2 separate regions of the Capra hircus genome follow, and region 2 is linked to region 1. Evidence: chromatin contacts called from public Hi-C data. All regions are on one chromosome and are shown on one strand. The core of a region is the stretch at or near the end of the contact, and the rest is flanking DNA. Distances in the headings are between cores, read along the strand shown.

Region 1 (6,674 bases), core at 549-3,048:
TAGCATTATGTCCTGAGTGGCTAGCACAGTGCCTGGTGTAAAGCAGAAACAAGCGGCTATTTGGTGAATGAATGAACACACGGGAAGAAGATCACTTCCTCAGGCAGGTGCAGGTAAGTGGAAATGAAGTCACTCAGTCGTGTCCGACTCTTTGCGACCCCGTGGACTGTAGCCTACCAGGCTCCTGTTGTCCATGGGATTTTCCAGGCTAGGGTACTGGAGTGGGTTGCCATTTCCTTCTCCAGGGGATCTTCCCAACCCAGGGATCGAACCTGGGTCTCCCATATTGCAGGCAGACGCTTTACCATCTGAGCCGCCAGGGAGGCCCTGGCAGACACAGGGCCGGGTGTTTAATCCAGGAGAGGGAAACAACGTCTGTGAGAAATTGTGCCTCCACCACCCCGCTGGAGGAGTCTGGGGCCAGAACTACCACCCCGCTGGAGGAGTTTGGGGTTAGAGTGCACACTGTGTGCAGACCTGGGGGAGGCTAGTAGCAGGGCACTTGCCAAATCGGGTTTGGGGCAATAAAGGACAGCAGGTCAGGGATCTCGCAGTGAGGAGGGGTGTTCAGAACCAGGGCGAGCTCAGGGATTGGGACGCAGGAGGGAAGGGAAGGAACTGGTGCTTCTGACATCACTGACAGTGTGCGATTCGTTGTGGAGGTTTTCAGTCGCCATGGTCTGTCTCATGTCTGCCCCTCCCCTGGCCTGTTAGGTGGTCGTCTTTTCCTTCTCCCAGAGGCCTGAGCATCGCTGAAGGAGCAGTGGAGGCAGATGTGCTTGGATTGAGGCTCTGCCCTTACGAGCTACGTGGGCCTTAGCAAGGTGGTGACCCTCTGCCAGCCTGTTTCCTCATTGGAACCTTGGCGAGTAACCTGGGCAGATACCAAAGCTTCCAACACTCCAAACCTCAGGTTTTGCTATGTCCAAAGGTTCAAAGTCTGTTGGTTCTCCTCTTCACTGTGTCTGTCAAAGAAGACTCAAAGGGGATCCATTTTATACCCAAGAGCAGCCCTTCTTAGGAACTCCTCTCTCTTCTCATTCCCTTCAGTCCCCAGCTCGCCTGGCCTTGCAGGCACCCTAAGATCTCTCTCCTCCTCCCCTTAGACTCCCTCTATATGCACTCAGGAAGCCTTTTCTCCCCCCACCCCCCTCAGTATTCCCTCATCTCTCCATATCCTGCCTCTCTTCCCTCTGATTCACTCATAGAGACTGCTGAACTCAGACTGTGTAACAGCGGCTGGCGGGGAAGGCAGACAGGACCAAGTCATTCCTTAGCTGTTGGACAAGAAGCCGGGTAGCCTCAAGTTTTAAATGGCTCTTGCCCTTCATTCAGAAAGCAAAGCGCCCCAGAGGTGCTCAAGAGGTCTCTTGAGGTCAGAAGGATTCTTTTAAAGTGGTATGTGTCACGTTTCTGCAGTTAGTGGGCCTCCAGTCAATGGCAATTCCTATTATTACAGAGAAGGGAGCTCAGTGGGGACTTTCTCACAGCTGTGAGTGATGCTGAAGGGGCAGTGAAGTGCCGCCAGGTGGGCTCTGGTGCTCTGAATGCACACTCAACCCAGAGGGTGAGAACTCACCTGCAGGGTCAGGCTTGGGGGAGAGCGGGGATGATGCTCCAGCTGGAGAGTGAGGTTGTGGGGGCCCCAGCTGTGGGGAGCAGCCTGGCAGAGAGCTGTGGTCTAGTCTTGAGGTGGGAGGGTGTATTTTTCAAAGGTTCCCGGATTCTAGAGCAGGCCATCCAGAGTCATTTGGGTCTGAGCCAGAATCAACCTGTCCTCCATGCCACTGGGATCTCCTTACCTGCAAGCCGATCTTCGCCGCCCCCTGCCACCCCCCCCAACACCCTGCGCACCACCCCCGCCAGAGGTTCTGGGAGGAGTCAGGTGGCTTTGAGTCAGGGTGTCTGTCTGTGAAATTTGCAATCTGCTCAGGTCTTAGGATGGAAATGGGATGGTGCTGTGGACCACCTGAAGACTCACGTTCCACAGGGGCCGTTTTTAGGTGACATTCATGTGCTCCAAGCAGGAAAACGTTAAGTGAGGAGTGGAAGGAAATTCTCTTTGACCTTGTTCTTTCTCTCTGTTCTTCTCCTTTTAGGAAAGGAAGCATCTTTGTTTGCAATTCAGATTAATTAAAAAGACAGGAAAGGAAAGAAGACAAAAGGAAAAAAAAAGAGCTACATAGGGTATTCTAGACTCGCCCCGCCCACCTTCACCCGCCCCAATCCCTGCGCAACCCCTGAGGTTTTCTCATAGCTGGCCAGCAGAGGGCACTCTTCACCTACATACTGTGCTGACTTTCTTCTCGGTGGAGGCAGGAGTCTTGTTCTCTCATGGAAAAGTCAGTCCTGGAAAAGATTCACTTTCAGCCCTTTCTAATACAACTCTACGTTCTCATGGAGGGAACTTTCCTCTTTTAGAGCTGCAACATCTGTCCTGTTATTCTAAAATCTGTCTACTGTTGTCTATATTTGAAGCCTCTTAAGAGGAAGATGTTTTTTCCCAGCTTCTTAGGGCACAGATTCAGACAGAAATGGGGCAGAGGGCACAGAGTGGGCGTGCATTGGTCTCTTCAGTCATGTCTGGCTCTCTGCGGCCCGTGGACCGAAGCTGTCCAGACTCCTCTGTCCATGGGATTCTCCAGGCACTGAATGGTGCATTAACAGCAATTAATAAATACTTGGCTCCAGGTGAGCGTCCTTGCCAGTCTCATGACTTTCGCACCTCCATTGTCCAGGCCCTTCCTCCCAGTGGTACAAAACTGATAGAGATGGTTACAAAACCAGAGCACTCACAGGCCAGTCCTAGGAGGGAACAGCTTTGGGTCATGCAGAACATTGTACTTTCCATGGGGACATTGTAATTCCTTCCACTGGATTTTCCCCCCATCACACTTTTAATCCTATTGATGTAATTAATAGGTAACCATTATCGCACTCTAACCAGCGCTGTTCTAAGAGCTCTTACACATGTCCACTTGTTCGTCTCTCTTAAAATCCCAAGAGGTGGTGGAACTGCTGGGGCTTCTGAGGCTTTGTGAGGGTCGGACGCTTGCTGAGAGTCACTTCGCTGGTGAGGGAGGATCCAGATTTGACCCTGCACAGGTGTTGTCCATACTTATTCTTTTGTTGAGTCCCAGTTGGATCCCAATACGGTGCAGACACAAGATGCTACAGTGCAGCTCTGGCTAATGTTAGTTTTGAATGTGCTGTTACTTGAGTATTTGAAAGAAAAAGGGAGGAAGGAAAGGAAGGGAGGAAGGAGAGAGAGCCAGCCCTCAGGGAGCGTGCATCCAAGAGTGGAGCACTCAGGAGTCCTGAGTCCACCACGATGGAGGTGTAGGGGTGGGGGAGGTTGGTGGGTCTAGTTCTTCCTCCTCCTCCTCCTCAGTCCCTTCAAGTAGAGCAGCTCTGCTTTTACCAGGTTTATTATGTCTTGGGTTTTGAATATAATCAGGTTTGACACACAGGTTCTACTGCTGAAAGAACAAAACAAACCTCTGGTGCAGAAGCTGTAGGTACAAGCATGCCCTGGGGCGTTATCCACCCGCACCCTGGGGTCCTTTCCTCTTCCAGTTCCCTTTCCAGTGGCTCCCTCCCTCCTGCCTCCGTCCTGTGCCACACACTTCCTTCCCTGGCTCCTGCCCAGCCTTCACATCACCAGCAGCTCAGCTCAGCTCTAGTTGAGACAAAGGCGAGGCTAGGAGGGTGAGAACCGGAGTCCGAGCTCAGCCTCCCCACCTGCTGGCGCACTGTGCATGCTCCCTGTGCCCCAGGCTCCTCAACCGTGAGATGAAATGTTACCAGAACCTGCTCATCACCTTGTGCAGATTATATGAGAGGATTTTTGTAACCATCACTTGGCCCAAGTGTAAGCATTCGTGGTCCCTGGGCCACTGTGATGATCATTACTAATACTGTGACAGCTGCCACCACCCTATTTTTCTCTTTCATTTTCCTACCAGTGTTCTCAGGAGTGTTCATCCTCTCTTCAGCCTCCACTTCTTTCTCACCTGTTCACTCTTCCCAAGAGGTTGGACAGCCAGCTGCCCCCACCCCGCAACTGCTGCCCTGAAATAGCACCCCAGGTTGTCAGCCATCTCCTGACAGCCAGTCCTGCCCCTGATGGTACTCCGCTCTCTGAGCCAGCAACCCGAGCTGGGCGTCTTCTTTGAGGAAGTCTGGGTATTGCTGGCCATTTTGCACATGAGCGACCCCAGAAAGAGGCTGTGGGGGGATGTGCACAGAGCTCAGAATCTGGGTTACAGACACAGCCAGGAAGGATGATCTTGGGCTCCCTGTTCACTGTTACCTCCCAGGCTGTAACGGTTCTAGAACATTGGTGGCTACATTGCCAAAGGACGTAGAAGGCGCAGGGCCATTGTTGTTTTCGGTTGAGTGAAGAGATTTCCTTTGGGGAGAAGACAATAAAAAGGAAGGAACCGCCGCTGTACGCAGCATCGCAGGTGACTCTCGGCGCTCTGCGCAGAGGGAAGGGAGCCAGGTGTAAAAGGTGACGTGCCGTGTGATCCCACTTACGTGATGTTTCGGAAAAGGCAAAATTATCAGAACAGAAGGCAGATCAATGGTTGCCAGGAACTGGGGTGGGGAGGAGGGTTAGATCACAAACGGGCTGCATGAAGGACTCTGGGGGTGATGGAGCAGCTCTGTGTCTGTGTGGGGGTGGGCATACACCTGCGAATGTTTTCAGAACTCACATCTCCACGTCAAAGAGTGACTATGCATGTAAAAGTGTATTTTTTAAAATGAGGCAGTGAAATAAAATGAGAGACAGGCTGCAGAGCAGGAAGAACACGCTGTCATCGCCCTACAGCATGGGGTCTGATCCCCATTTACAGGTGTGGAAACTGAGGCTCAGGCTCCTGAGAAATGCAGCGAAGATCTCTTTCTCTTTTTTTCCATCTATTCACCTTGGCCCCTCCAGGCCCCGCGTGCTGCTCTAGGAGCTGAGGATCAGGTCCTCAGGAGGATGGGATGGTTTCCACCCACACACAGCTCACAGTATAGAATTCTGAGAAACAGATGTGGAATAAGTCTAAGAAAGGCTGGTGTGGAAGGGAGGGTCAGGGTGTGGGGCCAGACCAGGGTCAGGGAAAGTCCAGGCTTGTGGGGGTTGGTGGGAGGTGAGGGCCCAGCATCCCCACTGTGAGGCTTGGAGCAGAGAGGATAAGACGGGGAGGGGCGAGGATGAGCTGTGGCCAGTGGGGGCCGACTGAGGGCGGCAGGGCTCTTTAAGCAAAGGAGGATTCACTCTGAGGGCCCTGGGAAGCTTTTGTAGGTTGAAGCAGGACTAGTCCCAAATCTGTCCGTCTCCCAAGACCAGGCCTGGTCCACGCCCTGCACTTCCTGCCTTGCTGCTGGGTCTCAGGGTGGCAGGGATGCCTCCAGTTTGTGTGTGTTTCTTTTACAGTTAATCCACTGTGCTGGTGATTCATGCCTCTCTCATAGACTCCAGTGCTCAAATACAATCTGCTAATAAGTTGCGTCTGGCGAAACCCGAGGGTGGGCGTAACTGCACAGTCCCTAATAGCCGATGTTGTCCTGAACAGCCTCGGGAAGCCAGAAATAACTTTCCATCCTTTGCTTTTGTTTCCCACTTACTGACCCAGATCTGTGGATATCTTGGTCACTCACTTTGTTGTTTCTTAACGTTTCTTCACCCCTCTCACCAGCTTGCTTGCAGTTTCCAGGTTTGCAGGGTTCAGTCTCCCCAGCGCCTGGTAACCTGGGAGCACTTGGGAAAGGTTTGTGGGATGAACGCGGGTGGAGGAGGCAGGAGGCAGGCAACCGCTCTCTGCTATGTCATCACTCCTCCTCTCAGAAACCTGGTGGTCTTGTCCATCTCTACAAAGGCACTGGCCCTGAGCTCTTGCTGCCCACCCTGTATGTCACTGCAACATGCCCGGAGACGAGCCAAGCGGGTAGAGAGCATCTGGGGCTCCTGGGAGCGGCACACATCGCATCGTCAGAGGGCCGTGTCGTCTGGGGCTGCCTGTGCTGCTCTAGCCTCCCCACAGCGATGGTACCAGAGCAGCAGCGGTGCTTTTCAGGATTGCACATCTATTTTAATTTAAATTCATGTGTTTATGTCAGAAGATTTCCTTGTTTTTCTTGGGAAGCACTCATAGGCTAGTGTTGAACAAATTACCATCCTTTGCTCCAAAAGAAATCTACTTTCCCCTAACGTTCTGGATTTCCAGGATTGAGAAGGAGAACTGATGTTGCTGCTGCTGATTGCAGGTGTGCGTCAGGGTCAGGAGGTGAGCTGGTCATCCTGGGGCCACTGAGGAGTCTCGAAGGATCTCTTTCCACTGTGGAAGGCCAGGCTCACCTCTGTGTTTTCTTTTCCTCCCCCTTCAATTCTGCTCTGAGAGCCAAACTAATCCAAAATATTATCCTTACCTCCATGGGCCCTTTGAGTTTCAGAATCTATGAAAGTCTACAGCAAGAATCCTTCTAATCCAACTCAGTGGACATGAGTTTGAGAAAACTCTGGGAAATAGAGGACTGCCGATGGTGACTGCAGCCATGAAATTAAAAGACATTTGCTCCTTGGAAGAAAAGCTATGACCAACCTAGACAGCATATTAAAAAGCAGAGACATTACTTTGCTGACAAAGGTCTGTGTAGTCAAAGCTATGGTTTTTCCAGTG
Region 2 (6,519 bases), core at 3,407-5,906, 250 kb after region 1:
TGTCTTAAAATTAGATTCCATATGTGAGTGATACCATGTGACGGTTGTCTTTCTCTGTTTGACTTAGTATGATACTCTCTAGGTTCATCCATGTTGCTGCAAATGGCATTGTTTCATTTATTTTTGTAATATTCTGTTGCATATATGCACACTAAATCTTCTTTATTCGTTTGTTGGTGGACATTTAAGTTGCTTCCATGTCTTGGCTGTTGTCAACAGTGCTGCTGTGAACATTGGGGTGCGTGTATCTTTTCAAATTAGAGCTTTCTCCAGATACATGCCCAGGAGTGAGATTGCTGGATCATATGATAGTTCTGTTTTTAGTTTTTAAATGAATCTCCATACTGTTTTCCATAGTGGCTATACCAATTTAGATCTTCCCTGGTGGCTTAGACGGTAAAGTGTCTGCCTACAATGCAGAAGACCTGGGTTCAATCCCTGGGTCGGGAAGATCTCCTGGAGAAGGAAATGGCAACCGACTCCAGTATCCTTGCCTGCAAAATCCCATGGATGGAGGAATCTGGTTACGCTACAGTCCATAGGGTCGCAAAGAGTCGGACACGACTGAGCGACTTCACTCACTCACTCACTCACTCTACCAATTTATATCTCCCCCAGTTGTGTAGGAGGTTCCCTTTTCTCCATGTTCTCTCTGGATTTTATTGTTTGTAGAATTTCCGATGATGGCCATTCTGACCCGTGTGAGGTGATACCTCACTGTAGTTTTTATTTGCATTTCTCTGATAATTACTGATGCTGAGCATCTTTTCATGTGCTTTTTTGAACATCTGTGTGTCATCTTTGGAGAAATGAGTGTTTAGATTTTCTGCTCATTTTTTGATTGAGTTAAAAGTAAATTTTTGAACATTCCTGTACTTTATCCATAGAAAAGCACATTTAGATTCTCAAGAGAATGGGCTAATCACCAAATGGCACAAACCACAAGCAGAATTCCTCTAGAAGGGTAACTGAACACCACATTTTCTTCAATTAGATAAATGTCTGGTGTTATGTTTCTATAATTTATGTAAATTGCAACCATAAACCTACCAATTATCCCATTGAAACTTGGCTGGCTCCCCAAGGAGTTCTTAGGGGAAAACTTATGAGAATTATTGTCTGTCTTTTCAGAGCCACCGGGGGGTACTAAATCTCTAGATTGCTTTTTTTTTTAAGGTCTACTTTTGCAAATCTCTTCTAACCAGGGATTGTTTTTTAGTGGAAAAATAATGTAAAAACATGACTTGGAGTGTGTTTGGAAATACAGGAAAGAATATTTGAAATAAGGTATTTAGACGCAACCAATAATGTTTAAAGAATTTGGAATATTTTATGTTGATAGTTCACAATTCACCAGGCCTTCTATTTAAGATTCTTTTTTAGAAATACATTAATATTAGGTAACTTTTGAGAAATCTTTAAAACATAAAACTCAAGAAAAGACAGAGCAAGCGCTCTCATCAATTGTCAATGTCAACTTACACACTGACATTCTGTAGTAACGGATATAGACATACAGTAGGGTGTAGGTGTCAGTTGCTGCTGTCTTAATTGACTAAGGATACAGCTCAGCTGTTATATTTAAATTATGCTGCTCCAGTGTTTGGGGTTTTTTTGTTTTTCCTTTTTATTTGGAGGGAAAAAACATTACACAAGTTTAAGCACTGGTGATAGGGCACAGAACTTCGTGCATCCTAGTGGAACACTATGTCAGTTTTCTTTTTTAAAAAAGAATTTTATTGATATAATTCACATAGAACTATTGACGTGTACAATTCGATGATATTTAGTATTATCACAGAGTTATGCAACCATCACCACAATTCATTCTAGAGTATTTTCATTACTCTAAAATAAGAAAAAAAACTAGCTTTCACCTCTAAATCCACCCATTCCTCCAGCTGTAGGCAACCACTAATCCACTTTGTCTCCATAGATTTCCATATCCATACATTTCATATAAATAGAGTTATATAATATGTGGCCTTTTGAGACTGGCTTCTTTCACTTAGCATAGTTTCAAGGTTCATCCATGTTGTAGCAGATATCAGTGCTTTATTTCTCTTCGTGGCTGAATAATATTCCAGTATATGGATAATACTTTTATTTATTTTTAAATAAATTTATTTATTTTAATTGGAGGCTAATTACTTTACAATATTGTATCGGTTTTGCCATACATCAACATGAATCTGCCACGGGTATACATGTGTTCCCCATCCTGAACCCCCCTCCCTCCCCGTACCATCCCTCTGGGTCATCCCAGTGCACCAGCCCCAAGCATCCTGTATCCTGGACTGGCAATTCGTTTCATATATATTATACATGTTTCAATGCCATTCTCCCAAATCATCCCAAATTCATCCATTCGTCAGTGGACATTGCTAATTAATGTTCTTTTAAAATCAGCTTTTACTATGTGGTTACTAAGAATTCTGGCACCCAGTCCCAACTTGTGCATGTGCACATGGAGGCTTCCTCATTGCTATTGTTAGTTGCTCTGTCGTGTCCAGCTCTTTGTGACACCATGGATTGCAGCACACCAGGCTTCCCTGTCCTTAATCATCTCCTGGAACTTGCTCAAACTCATGTCCATTGAATTAGAGATGTCAATCAACCATCTCATCCTCTGTCATCCCCTTCTCCTTCTGCCTTCAATCTTTCCCAGCATCAGGGTCTTTTCTAATGAGTCAGCTCTTCACATCAGGTGGCCAAAGGATTGGAGCTTCAGTTTCAGCATAGTCCTTCTAATGAATATTCAGGATTGATTTCCTTTAGGATTGACTGGTTTGATCCCCTTGAAGTCCAAGGAACTCTCAAGAGTCTTCTCTTGAGAGAAGTTCAGGTAAGGTAGGGTGGTAAGGTGGTCTTATATTCCCATCTCTGTAAGAATTTTCCAGTTTGATACACACAGAGGTTTTAACGTAGTCAATGAAGCAGAAGTAGATGTTTTTCTGAAATTCTCTTGCTTTTTCTGTGATCCAAAGGAAGTTGGCAACTTGATCTCTGGTTCCTCTGCCTTTTCTAATCCAGCTTGAACATCTGGAAGTTCTCAATTCATGTACTGTTAAAGCCTGGCTTTGAGAATTTTGAGCATTACTTTGCTAGCATGTGAAATGAGTGCGGTTGTGCAGTAGTGTGAACGTTGTTTGGCATTGCCCTTCTTAAGGATTGGAATGAATACTGATCTTTTCCAGTCCTGATGCCAGTGTGGCCTCAGGCCAAACTACAGGGAGGGAACACAGCCCTACCCATCAGCAGAAAATTGGATTAAAGATTTACTGAGCATGGCCCTGCCCACCAGAGCAAGACCCACTTTTACCCACAGCCAGTCCCTCCCACCAAGGGGCTTCCACAAGCCTCTTATCTTCATCCATCAGAGGGCAGATAGAATGAAAACCACAACCACAGAAAACTAACCAAACTGATCACATGGATCCCAACCTTGTCTAACTCAATGAAACTATGAGCCATGCTGTGTAAGGCCACCCAAGACAGACGGGGCATGGTGGAGTTCTGACAAAACGTGGACCACTGGAGAAAGGAATGGCAAACCATTTCAGTATTCTTGCCTTGAGAACCCCATGAACAGTATGAAAAGGCAAAAAGACAGAACACTGAAAGATGAACTCCCCAGGTTGGTAGGTGCCCATATGCTACTGGAGATCAGTGAAGAAATAGCTCCAGAAAGAATTAAGAGGCTAAGCCAAAGTAGAAACAACATCCAGGTGTGGATGTATCTGGTTGTGAAAGTAAAGTCCAATGCTGTAAAGAACAATGTTGCATAGGAACCTGGAATGTTAGGTCCATGAATCAAGGTAAATTGAAAGTAGTTGGCAAGAGTGAACGCGGACATTTTAGGAATCAGTGAACTAAAATGGATGGGAATGGGAGAATTTAATTCAGATGACCATTATATCTACTACTGTGGGCAAGAATCCCTTAGGGGAAATGGAGTAGCCCTCATAGTCAAGAAAAGAGCCCAAAATGCAGTACTTGGGTGCAGTCTCAAAAACAACAGAATGATCTCTGTGTGTTTCTAAGGCAAACCATTCAATATCAAAGTAATCCAAGTCTATACCCCAAACACTAATGTCAAAGAAGCTGAAGTTAAATGATTCTATGAAGACCTTCTAGAACTACTACCAAAAAAAAGATGTCCTTTTCATCATAGGGGACTGGAATAAAAAGTAGGAAGTCAAGAGATATCTGGAGTAACAGGCAGGTTTGGCCTTGGAGAACAAAATGAAGCAGGGCAAAGGCTAACAGAATTTTGCCAAGAGAAGGCTTCCTTGTACCAAGCAGCAGTTCTCAGACACCAGCTGGGTGTCCAGTGATTCAGCTCAGTTCTGACACTATCAACTCAGAGATAGAATCAGTTTCCACAGTCCCACCACATTATATGGCAGCAGCAAGCTCAGGTTGTTACATGTGCTTCTGAATGACTGAATACAAATCAGAAGTTCCCATGGGTTTCTCTCTGGGTTTGAGTAATTGCTAGAACAGCCCAGAGAACTCAGGGAAATCTATTTACTGATGAGATTACTGATTTATTATGTTGTTGTTTAGTCACTAAGTCGTGTCCTACCCTTCTGCTACCCCCTGGAGTGTAGCTTGCCAGGCTCCTCTGTCCACGGGATTTTCCAAGCAAGAGTACTAGAGTGTGTTTTCATTTCCTTCTCCAGGGGATCTTCCCAGCCAGAGATCAAACCTGAGTCTCTTGTGTCTCCTGCGGATTCTTTACCGCTGATTCACTGAGGAAGCCCTAATTTATTTTGAAAGGCTATTTAAAGATAAAAATCTACAGCCAGATGAAGAGATATACAGGGCAAGTGCTGGAACAAAGAAACTTCTGTTCTCTTGGAATTTGGGACTTGACAAGTTAGCATGTAGAAGCAGATCTTTGTCCCCCATGTAGCAGCTCCCCAGCAAAGGGTCAAAAAGCTATCTTTTGAGGTTTTTATGGAGGCTTCTTTACATAGCCATGACTGACTCAATCATTGGCCAGTGGACAATGATTCAACCGCAAGCTCCCCTCCCCTCCCTGAAATCAAGAGGTGGGACTGAAATCAGGAAAACCAGCCAGTCACTTGGGCTGACAAGGAGCCCACACCCTGGGGTGGAATCCAAAGTCAACTTTGTTAACATATACCCAATTGTGATGGAAAGAGATTGTTGTAAATATCAAGATACCCATTCCGCCTGCAGCATTTGTGGAAGGACAAACATTATAGCAAAAGATCCTCCTATTGCTCTATCAGCCCAAAAATTCTAAGGGTTTTGGGAGCTATGAACCAGGAACTGTGACTGAAGCCAAATATACCTGAGAAATATATCTTGGTCATCTGAATGCCAAATATATACATATTTCTTATAAATCACAGTATCACAGTAGCAAAAGGTCATTTTAACTATATCTTTTATTGCTAGCCTCTTATATTTTAAAGGAAATTTTTGTTTTTCTTGTTGGCCTTTTATAAATTGGAGAGAAAATGTCCAAAATTACAGTAAGTCTGAGTACCTTTCTTGGATTATGAAGCACCAAATAATAAAGCCGTAACCTGAATCATGTCAAAGGGAATGCAATGTCTGTGCTCAGTTGTTAGTCCGGCAGGGAGACTAGATGACTGATGACTGATTTGCTTCTGTCTCTCCACAAATCCTCTAGAAATTGTTCAGTGCCAAAAGAAAAAGTAAAAATGAAAAGACTTGTGTTTGTAAGGGAGGTGGCAGGAAGTTTCAATGGTTCAGTGGTAAAGAATCCACCTGCCAATGCAAGAGACTCAGGACACATGGGTTCTATCCCTGGGTGGGGAATATCCCCTAAAGAAGGGAATGGCAGCCCACTCCAGTATTCTTGCCTGGAAAATTCCATGGACAGAGGAGCCTGGTGGACTATAGTCCATGGGGGTCTCATAGATCCAGATACAACTGAGCACGCACATACATCCACACATGTTCCTGTGCATTCAGAATAATAGAGGGACCAAACAAGGGATAAAAAATGACACATAGGGGAGTGATGGGAATGTATTATGGTGTAACTTTGTAATTTTTCTTCATTTCTGTTGAGAGCCTTGATTAACAAACTAGAGCTCCTAGAGGCCTACAAGCAAGTAGAATTTCATTTACTTGCCGGAGACCGGAGTCAGAAGATAGACAAATTCGAGTCCTGCTCTGTCACTTATTGGAGCTATTCCGTCGAGCAAGACAGTTAAGCCACCATTGCTTCCTCTGCCAAACATGGCAATGTTTCTCTGGCAACTGCTGTGGAGATTAAAGGGTTTATAGTCTGGGAAGCACCAGACTATAAACCCAGGGTCGGGATGCATCTGTTTATTTTCAGCTCTATCCCCAGAAGCCCAACCTAGGGCCTGGTAGCAGATAGGGTCCCAAGAAATACTTGTTGAGAGAAAGCATGGTAAAATATCTGTATTATTATTCCTTTTCCTCAAGCTTACAGTCTTCCAAATTGAGTAGTGAGATGTGTTAAACCTTCTGAATTTCTACAACTTTCTT

What was found. A called contact is a pair of places that touch in the nucleus more often than the background predicts.
Region 2: a contact with region 1 is called in a Hi-C map of liver, with 8 times the contacts expected there. The contact joins two enhancer-like sites. A contact is called at or near these places in 4 of 5 Hi-C or Micro-C datasets (blood and liver).

The regions. Positions count from the first base shown.
Region 1 is chr22:44,010,818-44,017,491 of ARS1.2, forward strand. The region is part of intron 2 of ARHGEF3 (rho guanine nucleotide exchange factor 3); the gene reads left to right. Among named protein-coding and RNA genes, the nearest start is that of ARHGEF3, 80 kb to the left of the region's middle. Within about 2 kb of position 1,799, at least 2 of the 5 cell types and tissues checked have an H3K27ac peak or open chromatin away from gene starts, as enhancers often do.
Region 2 is chr22:44,256,190-44,262,708 of ARS1.2, forward strand. No RefSeq gene overlaps it. Among named protein-coding and RNA genes, the nearest start is that of FAM208A, 8.9 kb to the right of the region's middle. Within about 2 kb of position 4,657, at least 1 of the 5 cell types and tissues checked has an H3K27ac peak or open chromatin away from gene starts, as enhancers often do.